Linked DNA regions of Ovis aries: region 2 is linked to region 1. The links are chromatin contacts, called in public Hi-C maps. All regions are on one chromosome and are shown on one strand. The core of a region is the stretch at or near the end of the contact, and the rest is flanking DNA. Distances in the headings are between cores, read along the strand shown.

The links. Hi-C and Micro-C count contacts between places; a contact is called where the count stands out from the background.
Region 2: a Hi-C map of hypothalamus shows a contact between it and region 1, with 4 times the contacts expected there. The contact joins the enhancer-like site here to the promoter of INTS6 in region 1. A contact is called at or near these places in 5 of 16 Hi-C or Micro-C datasets (blood, hypothalamus and tail adipose tissue).

The regions. Positions count from the first base shown.
Region 1 is chr10:21,226,265-21,230,495 of ARS-UI_Ramb_v3.0, reverse strand. INTS6 (integrator complex subunit 6) reads left to right here and starts at 1,829. Exons shown (of 20, transcript XR_009595210.1): 1 at 1,829-2,464; 2 at 2,880-2,957; 3 at 3,791-3,940.
Region 2 is chr10:21,393,174-21,397,404 of ARS-UI_Ramb_v3.0, reverse strand. The region is part of intron 1 of WDFY2 (WD repeat and FYVE domain containing 2); the gene reads right to left. Among named protein-coding and RNA genes, the nearest start is that of WDFY2, 60 kb to the right of the region's middle. Within about 2 kb of position 2,009, at least 8 of the 54 cell types and tissues checked have an H3K27ac peak or open chromatin away from gene starts, as enhancers often do. A contact at or near this core is called in hypothalamus, where this site is marked.

The DNA of each region.
Region 1 (4,231 bases), core at 580-3,079:
TTATCTCCAGGTCTAGGATTCCATTTTGAGAAACATTGCTTTAAGGGACCACTTAAACTTACTGACCCTAGAAAATGTTATTTCCCCAGGGAAATAACATTTTTTCTTTTCTGAATTATTTAGTATCTAATCACTTTCTGTTCTGTAGTAGCTAATATATGGGCAATATTTTTCTAGAAAAACCATAAGTTCTTTGAAGGCAGGGATAATATTTTAATCATTTTTAACTCCACTTAGCAAATACTGGATGTAATCTCTCTACTCCACCTTATCTTGTAGTCTAAATCTCTTAAAAATACTTTACTCTTCCATGGAACCTACTCACAGAAGTGTATTACTGAACTAGCCCTACTATAACAAAAGTTCAGAGACTATCTTAAATGTTAGTAAAGTCTAAGTTAAAAAATTCAAAATTTAAAAAAATGCCACAAAACATGTTTTACGTTAACAGTAATAGGAACAATTTCTTTCAATGACCAGTAGGCAAATAATTAAGAATTTCAGAATAAACGGTAGAAATGTAAGGCTAGTAGGGAAGACTTGTCTTATATGGGTTGTATGTCCCTAAGTCAAACTGTCGACTAGCATATTTGAGGAAACTTTTCCTCGGACATTTAAGATTCATTATGTCATCTGGCTTGATGACAGGGGCTGGTTTTTAACCGAGAATGTCTTCCCTCATGCAGTATCTGGATGGAGCCTGATACAGTGTATGTGAAAGAGCACTGGAAGGGTTATGCAGAACCAATCTTACGTGTCACCTGGGCAGCCAAGTCAGTTTGTTTAAATAAAGAGTAATGGATTATGATTTGCCAGCGTCCCTTTTAGCTCTGAAAACTAACATTCGATGGCTCTAAGTAAATATGGCTTGACAGAGGTTACTTCTTTGGGTAAGACGGGTTATTTCCCTCCCAGTATAAAAAGGGCTATAAACAGTTTATCGATATTTGCATCTTTCCCGACTGTCCTTTTAGGGCTGAGTTGGTGGGGGGCGAATGGCTTATATCCTTTTCGGTGGGTCCTGCAACGAGAGGGGTACTGGCCAGGTCCAGCCCTCGCCCTCGGTCGCTGCCCAGGGCCAAGCACGGCTGCGGGCGAGGGTTGCCCGTGGTCCCCACTCCCCAGCGGGAGCGGTGTGACTAGCGGAGGAGATTAGTCCCTGGTCATAAACAACCTCTCACTTCCCCTCCCCCGCCCCGCCCGCGCCGGGGCCGGCCCTCCGAGGGCCAAGGAACCTCCTCCGACGACCGCCGGCCCAGAGCCCTCCTCTGGGGGGCGACCGCGGGCCTGCCGCTGACTCCTACCCGGGCTTTTGATCACGCTATACTCATCCCTCCTCACTGGCCCACAGGGAAGGGGTTCGCTACCAAGACCTCAGAAGAGGAGCTGAGGCCAACCTCCATTTCCCTTCCCCCGACCCCTACCACCTCCGACAGCCAAGGAGAGGCCGCCGTGCCTGACGCGCAGACTCACAGCCGCGCCGGCCCTGGGCGCGCCGACGCAGCCCCCACCCCACGGCCCTTCCGTGGCCAGTCTCCGCCCCTTCCCGGAGCCCGCCTCCGCGTCGGCCGGCCCGCCTGCTCTCCCCTCGCGCTCGCTCTCGCGCGCACCCGACGCCCCGCCTCTGCGCGTGCTCCATAACTGTTCCCGGAGCCGGCCTCCAAGCTTTCCCCGCCCCAGAGCTGTTTGAATATGCTAATAAGAGGCCAGGGGCCAGCCAATAGACTAGCGGGGCGGTGCGTCACGTGGCCAGAGGACGTGTCAGAGGGCGGAGCCTCTGCGGCCCCTGCCCGAGTTAAAACCGGAGTGTGAGGGAGAAAAGCGCTTCAGTAGCGAGAGGGGCTGAGAAAGTGGTGACACCGCCGGGGTGCGGAGGGAGTCCCTGAAACTTCTCCCAACAGCCCCAGGGCCAATCTCCCCTCAGCCCACTCCCCTCTTCGCCAGCTCCCAGGTCCCCACTCCCTGCGCCGGGGGTGGGGTAGGGAGCCAGGCCCGTCTCCCGCTGGGACACACACAGGGGCCGGGAGCGGGGACGGGACCCCCGAGGCGGGGGGGGAACGGACCGACAGACAGACGGCCGGGCGCCCGCCCCAGCGGGCAGGCAGGCAGGAGGAGGCGGAGGAGGCGGGGGTACGACGGGGAGGACTGGGTCCGGGGAGTTTCCTCTCAACTATCGGGGGAGAAACTCCCCGCAGCCGGAGGAAAGACCCAGACGGTGTTTTCCTCCCGGGGGCCGCGCTCCCCCGCCCCGCGTTAGCGGCGGTTGCCGCCGCCGCCGCCGCCACCGGCGCCTCCACCTCTACCATCTCCTCTTTCTCCACCACCTCGGGCCCCGGTGTCCCCGGCCAGCACTATGCCCATCTTACTGTTCCTGATAGACACGTCTGCCTCTATGAACCAGCGCAGCCATCTGGGCACCACCTACCTGGACACGGCCAAAGGCGCGGTAGAGACCTTCATGAAGGTACCGACCGACCGAGCCCGGGGGGCGACCCCGGCCCGGCGGCCCGCGGGCGGCAGGGGTTGGGGGGAGGGCGGCCAGGGGCGGCGAGGCGGAGGTGTCGGGGACCTGACTGCGGGAGCTGCCGGGCTCGGGGACCCCCTCCCCCACCGCGCGGGCGGGCGGGCGGCCGGGCGCTGCGAGCCGGGCTCGGCCAGGGCCCGGGCTCCGGCCCCGGGCGGTGTGTGTGTGAGGGGCCGATGTGTGTGTGTGTGTCTGTGTGTTGGGGGGGTGGGCGGCCGCGGCGTGTGCGGTAACTGTGGGGGGGGGGGGTGCGGCGGGGCCGCTGGGCGCCCCTTCTCCGCCTGCTAACCTCGCCTGTGTGCTTTCCTCTCGCCCGCCCTGTTCCTGCTCCCGTTTTCCACCCGTTCTCCCGCAGCTCCGTGCCCGGGACCCTGCCAGCCGAGGAGACAGGTATATGCTGGTCACTTTCGAAGAGCCACCCTATGCTATCAAGGTAACAACCCTCGCCCTCCCCCTCCCCTTCCCCGTCCCTTCCTCTCTCGCCCTCCCCGCCCCCCCATTCACCCTTCCTTATGCTCCCCTCCCCCACCCGCTGTGCTCTAGGCGCTGAGGTCTTCTCCCCTGCGGGCTCCCACCCCCTCCCCCCGCTCCGGAGCGTCCCGGCGCGGCGCGGAGTCGCCGGGCCACCGCCGTCCCCTCCCCAGCCCGGCCCGGCGGCGGCGGCGGCGGCGGCGGCGGCGCGGCGATCAACATGGCCGACATTTCCCCTCCGCGGCGTGAGCGGCAGCAATGAACTGTGGGGGATATTTATTCAAGTTAGCCCGAGTGACAGCCGGGCCCGGCCGCGCAGAGCCCGGGTTTGCATTAAAGGGGAATCGGCTCGAGGCCGGGGCGTGCCGACGGGCGGGGGGCTTGCGATGTGGGGTGGGGTGGGGTGCAGCGGGGCCGGGTCTCCGGATTCTCCCCGAGAGGGCCGCGGGGCCGGTGGGGCAGCTCCGGGTGAACTTCGGAAGTGCTGCTCACTTCTGCTTTCCACCAATACCTCTGCATCCCCGGATTTTTGGGCACGAGGTTGGGGAGTGCATCTCCCCGGGAAGTTATGAAGTATTAAGGCTGGTAGCCACGGAAAGCTGTAGAGCCAGCAGGTTTATTCTCGGCCACCTCTGGAAGAGAGTTTCTTTAGCAGAGAGACGGCATTGACACTTTACCCCAAACCGTACTGTAAAGTCGAGCAGCTGCTTGGTGAACGGCAGATTGTTAACGACCGTCCGTGTGTACCTGGCTTTAAAAGGTGAAAAAAAGAAATTCTCACATTTTTCTTTTCAGGCCGGATGGAAAGAAAACCATGCAACGTTTATGAATGAACTGAAAAACCTTCAAGCTGAAGGACTTACGACTCTTGGCCAATCCCTAAGGACAGCTTTTGATTTATTAAATTTAAATAGATTAGTAACTGGCATAGACAACTATGGGCAGGTAGGTTGAATATTAAGGTGGAAACACAGTTGATTTTTCTTTCTGTGGACAAGCAGCCCAGTCCAAAAGCTATATACTGTGAAATACAAATATGAAACATTGCAGATTAAAATACAGTATGCACATAATACAAAGTGGAATTCTGACCACAATGTATATGGTTTTATAGCTCTCAGGTTTTTTTTTGTTTTTTGTTTTTTAAAATGTATTTGGGTTCCGAATTTGAATCTGAATGCTATAAAGTTGACATAAATTTAGTTTTAATCTCTTAAAGCTCACTCAGGAAATAAA
Region 2 (4,231 bases), core at 760-3,259, 170 kb before region 1:
GATATACAGCCAGGCACCACACCAGGTCCACCGTTCCACATCCTATCCAGGAATATACCCTCTGTTCTACATTCTAGCCATCTTTAAGTCCACTTATCCTGGCGGGGACAATGAACTATCGGGTTGGGAACAACTTGCGTTTTCTAAAACTATTAAAATCCTCAAAGTTAGGAATTCTACCCCACTGCCCCACAAGCGCACTTACACATTCAATCAATGACCTCTTTTTTTTTTTTTAGTTTTGGTGCTGCTGAGTCTTCATTGCTGTGGGCGGGCTTTCTCTAATTGTGGCAATCGGGGGCTTCGCTTGTTGCAAAGAACAGGCTCTAGGCGCCTGGGCTTGGTTGCTTCACAGCATGTGGGATCTTCCTAGACCAGGGATGGAACCCGAGTCCCCTGCATTGGCAGGAGGAATTTTAACCACTGGACCACCAGGGAAGTCCAATCACTGACTTTTTGATCATTAATTCATTCAACAAACATTTTATTAAAAACCTGTACGGATGTGAGAGTTAGTCCAGAAACAAGGCTAAGTGCTAAAGAATTGATACTTTCAAACTACGGTGCTGGAGAGAAGACTCTTGAGAGGCCCTTGGACAGCAAGGAGATCAAACCAGTCAATCCTAAAGGAAATAAACCCTGAATAATTCACTGGAAGGACTGTTGCTAGAGCTGGTGTTTCAATGCTTTAGCCACCTGATACGAAGGGCCGCCTCATTGGAAAAGACCCTGATGCTGGGAAAGACTGAAGGCAAAAGGAGAAGGCGGTGGCAGAGGGTGAGACGGACCTGAATTTGAGCAAACTCCAGGGGACAGTCGGAGACAGAGGAATGTGGCGTGCTATAGTCTATGGGGTCGCAAAGAGTCAGACACGACTTAGCTACTGAACAACAACAACAAAAGGGACTAGTACATGAAATGCACAAAAACAAACAAACGCCAGCTGTGCACTAAGATGCACGGGAGGGAGAAGCCCGTGCACTGTCCAGGAGCATCACGAGCATCTTACTCTGACGACAGAGCTGGGTCAGGGGACGGTGGGTGAAGCTTTCGAGGGCTCTGCCACCCTGAAGAGTCTGGATTCTTACTTTGAGGATGCTGGGAAGCTGATGGAGGGTGAGCAGCCGGCCACAAACTCCGAATATTTTTGTTTGTTCAGGAGAAGACTGGAGAAGCCTGGTTACCCTAAAGTAACCACATTGGAGGATGTGGTCAGAACAACAAGCAAAAAAGGAGGAGGCCTTGGACGAGAGAGGAGGTCAGAAACACTGGGTGGGGAAGATCCCCTGGAGAAGGGCATGGCAACTCACGCCAGTGTTCTTGCCTGGGAAGTGCCATGGACAGAGGAGCCTGGTGGGCTCTAGTTCATGGGGTTGCACAGACACACACTGAGCGCACATACCACACCAGGAAACGCTGTACAAGCACCTGGCCCCGGGGGCTGTCCTTCGGGGCTGGCCCGAGAGGTGGAGTGCTGTGTGAATGGTGGTGCCATTCTTCAATAAGTGATTCCTGTGGGGGGCAATGCTGACTTCATCTTGAACTTGCTGAACCTGCAGACTGAATTAGTGAGCTACCTACTACTGCCTGCCTGCAGTCCAGTGCGAGACCTGAGCTGAAAAATTAACATCTGGGAGTCACTACACACAAGCAGTAGGTAAATCATCAGTGAAGAAAAAGGAGAGGGCTAAAGACAAAGCCATGAGTAACACCAAAAGGTAAGCGATGCAGAACCAAAAAAGATCCCTGAAGACCTCAGTGAGGGCTGCCAGGGAAGTAGGAGGAAAGCCCTTTACTTCTCAGAACCCGCACGTGTCCTAATTTTTTGGTCCAGAAAATAAGGTCACTATAAACATACCTAAGACTGAACCAAATTCACAGTGCTCACAATAAAAAGCCATCTATATAGGTCACTATTTTGAAGGAAGAGGGAAGATTGGAGGCGGTGACAACCAGGAGGCCACAGGTTGCTAAGCTACTGGGTAAAATAAGACGGGGCGTCTACCCATGTCGAATAAATCCAGGCTTTTAAGAATGTGCCCTAGAATGATGCAACCTTCATTAGTTACCATAGCGATGAGCTTCATTTCCCTGGGGGACAATTGTTATTTTTGCCACCACTCGGGGTGGAGGTGCAGGGAGTGAATCCTACTGTGTTTTGAAGACCCTGAATTTTCAGGGATTACTTTTCTACTAGATCACACATTACAACCTCCTTACTAACAAAGGCAATCCCTATCAATCTGCAGACTAACAGAACTTTGAGCAGTGGGATGTGAGTCAATGTCTTTTTGTAGTTTTCACAGTGACATGCTTCAAGGGGAAAAAAAAAAGTGCCTCTAATGCAGAGAGAATGTCGTGGAGATTCTTGGAAAACAGAGCTGAAAGATTTTTTTTTTTTTCCTATGATTATTCGTAGTAAGAACTGACTATGACATTCTCATTATATGCATTCAGATCACACGGAGTAAAGAAACTAAATCAAATCTTCTACAAAACACTGTGTATTTCTGTATGGAGGGTTTTTCCCAGGATAGACAGAGGCTGCTGTGTGGACTGAATGAAGGCGGCTGGGGGATTTCAGAGTCAGGGGCTCAAGCTGGGAGCTCTCCAGATTCTAGACCACAGTGCCAGGCAGCTCAGTTCCAAGTATTAACCAGCTCACTACATCAGACCTAAACAACTCTGCTGAACCACAGACACTTGGACTTCTTTTCCCACGGCTGTAGGAACCTAGCAATCAGCAGCTGGAGAAGAGATGTGGCTGTTTTATAGTTCAACACCTTGAGCTTTGAAAGGAACTCCTGCTTTAAAAACAAAAACAGTCATTCCAATCATTTACAGCCTCGTGTTTCATCAAGGGGTGCTAACCGCAGCCATTCCCCCCAGGGCATTTTAACCAGCTGGATAATTTCTCTTCAACCAAAGGTCACCAAAGCCTTTACATTTAGAGTTTTAAAAGTCACGACCAAATGGCAATATCTTCATTGGTTTTTGTGTGAGTGTGTGTGACTCTTTGCCACCCCTTGAACTGTAGCCCACCAGGCTCCTCTGTCCATGGGGTTTTTCAGGCAAGAATACTGGAGAGGGTTGCCATTTCCTTCTCCAGGGGATCTTTCCCACCCAGGGATCAAACCCATATCTCCTAGATCTCCTGTCATTGTTTCTTAAAAATCTATAAAATGAAATCTCCAAATGAGATTAAACAAACCCAGATGTCAGAGGAGAGATTATAAACACACATGAAATACAGGTAATTGTTATCTTTATCAATCAGTAGTAAGAGTCTTGAGAGAAACAAGCCCCTAATTCTGAGTCCTTTTATTACTGATAAACCCTATTCTGTGCCTGCAAATAGTTTACTTGCAGTGGAGACTTGTTTTGCATATTTTGTTTTCTTGGTAATTTAACTCAGTGGCTAATGTTTAAGCACAGACTTCCTGCCCTGGCACAGTTGTGGGTTTTACCATTCTCAAAACTCCTTCCCCATAACAACTGTTACCTGGCTATCTGCTCTCCCATGTGAGCATAACTCCCCTACAAGCCTCTGGGACTCCTAGGCAAAATTAAGCTTCAGGATCACACCGTATCTTGCCAATGTAAGGACAGTTACATTAGCCATCAATGCCAGTGAGCAATGCTGGTCCTTTGCCCCACTGGACAAGTAATTTCTTAAAGACTTCAAAATGTTTATCTTTAAATATTTTTATCTTTGATTTTCTTAATACCTACAGTACTTTAATTTTGAATACATACAGTACTTAGCATAAGAGGGATGCTTAGAAAAGGTCATAAAGATACATTAAAGAAAAAAAGAAAAGAGAAAAAAATGAACACATTCCCAGTGCGATGGTGAAGAACAGCCCACAGGGAAGTACCAGGAATGTCCCAGAGCTCAGAGGCTGGACAGTTTCTGGATGTTAGTTAGCATCAGAGACCCCATCTGCTCCTAAGTCACAGCCCCTCATAGGACAGAGAGTCATGAGGACAAGCCTTGAGCAGCTGGTTTGAGCAAGTCAACAGTACGACAGTGTTCGTCAATATCACTCATCAGGAGGCATGTGATGGAATCACTAGAGGAACAATATGGAATTAGATATAGTTCTTGACTGTGCACGAAGTGGGAAGGCGTGGTCTTTGTCATACCACTCACCACTCTCTTCCTGCAGCCAACACGTGACAATCGCTCAACAGGGACTTAATGACTGAAAGAGCAGTGACTCACACAGGA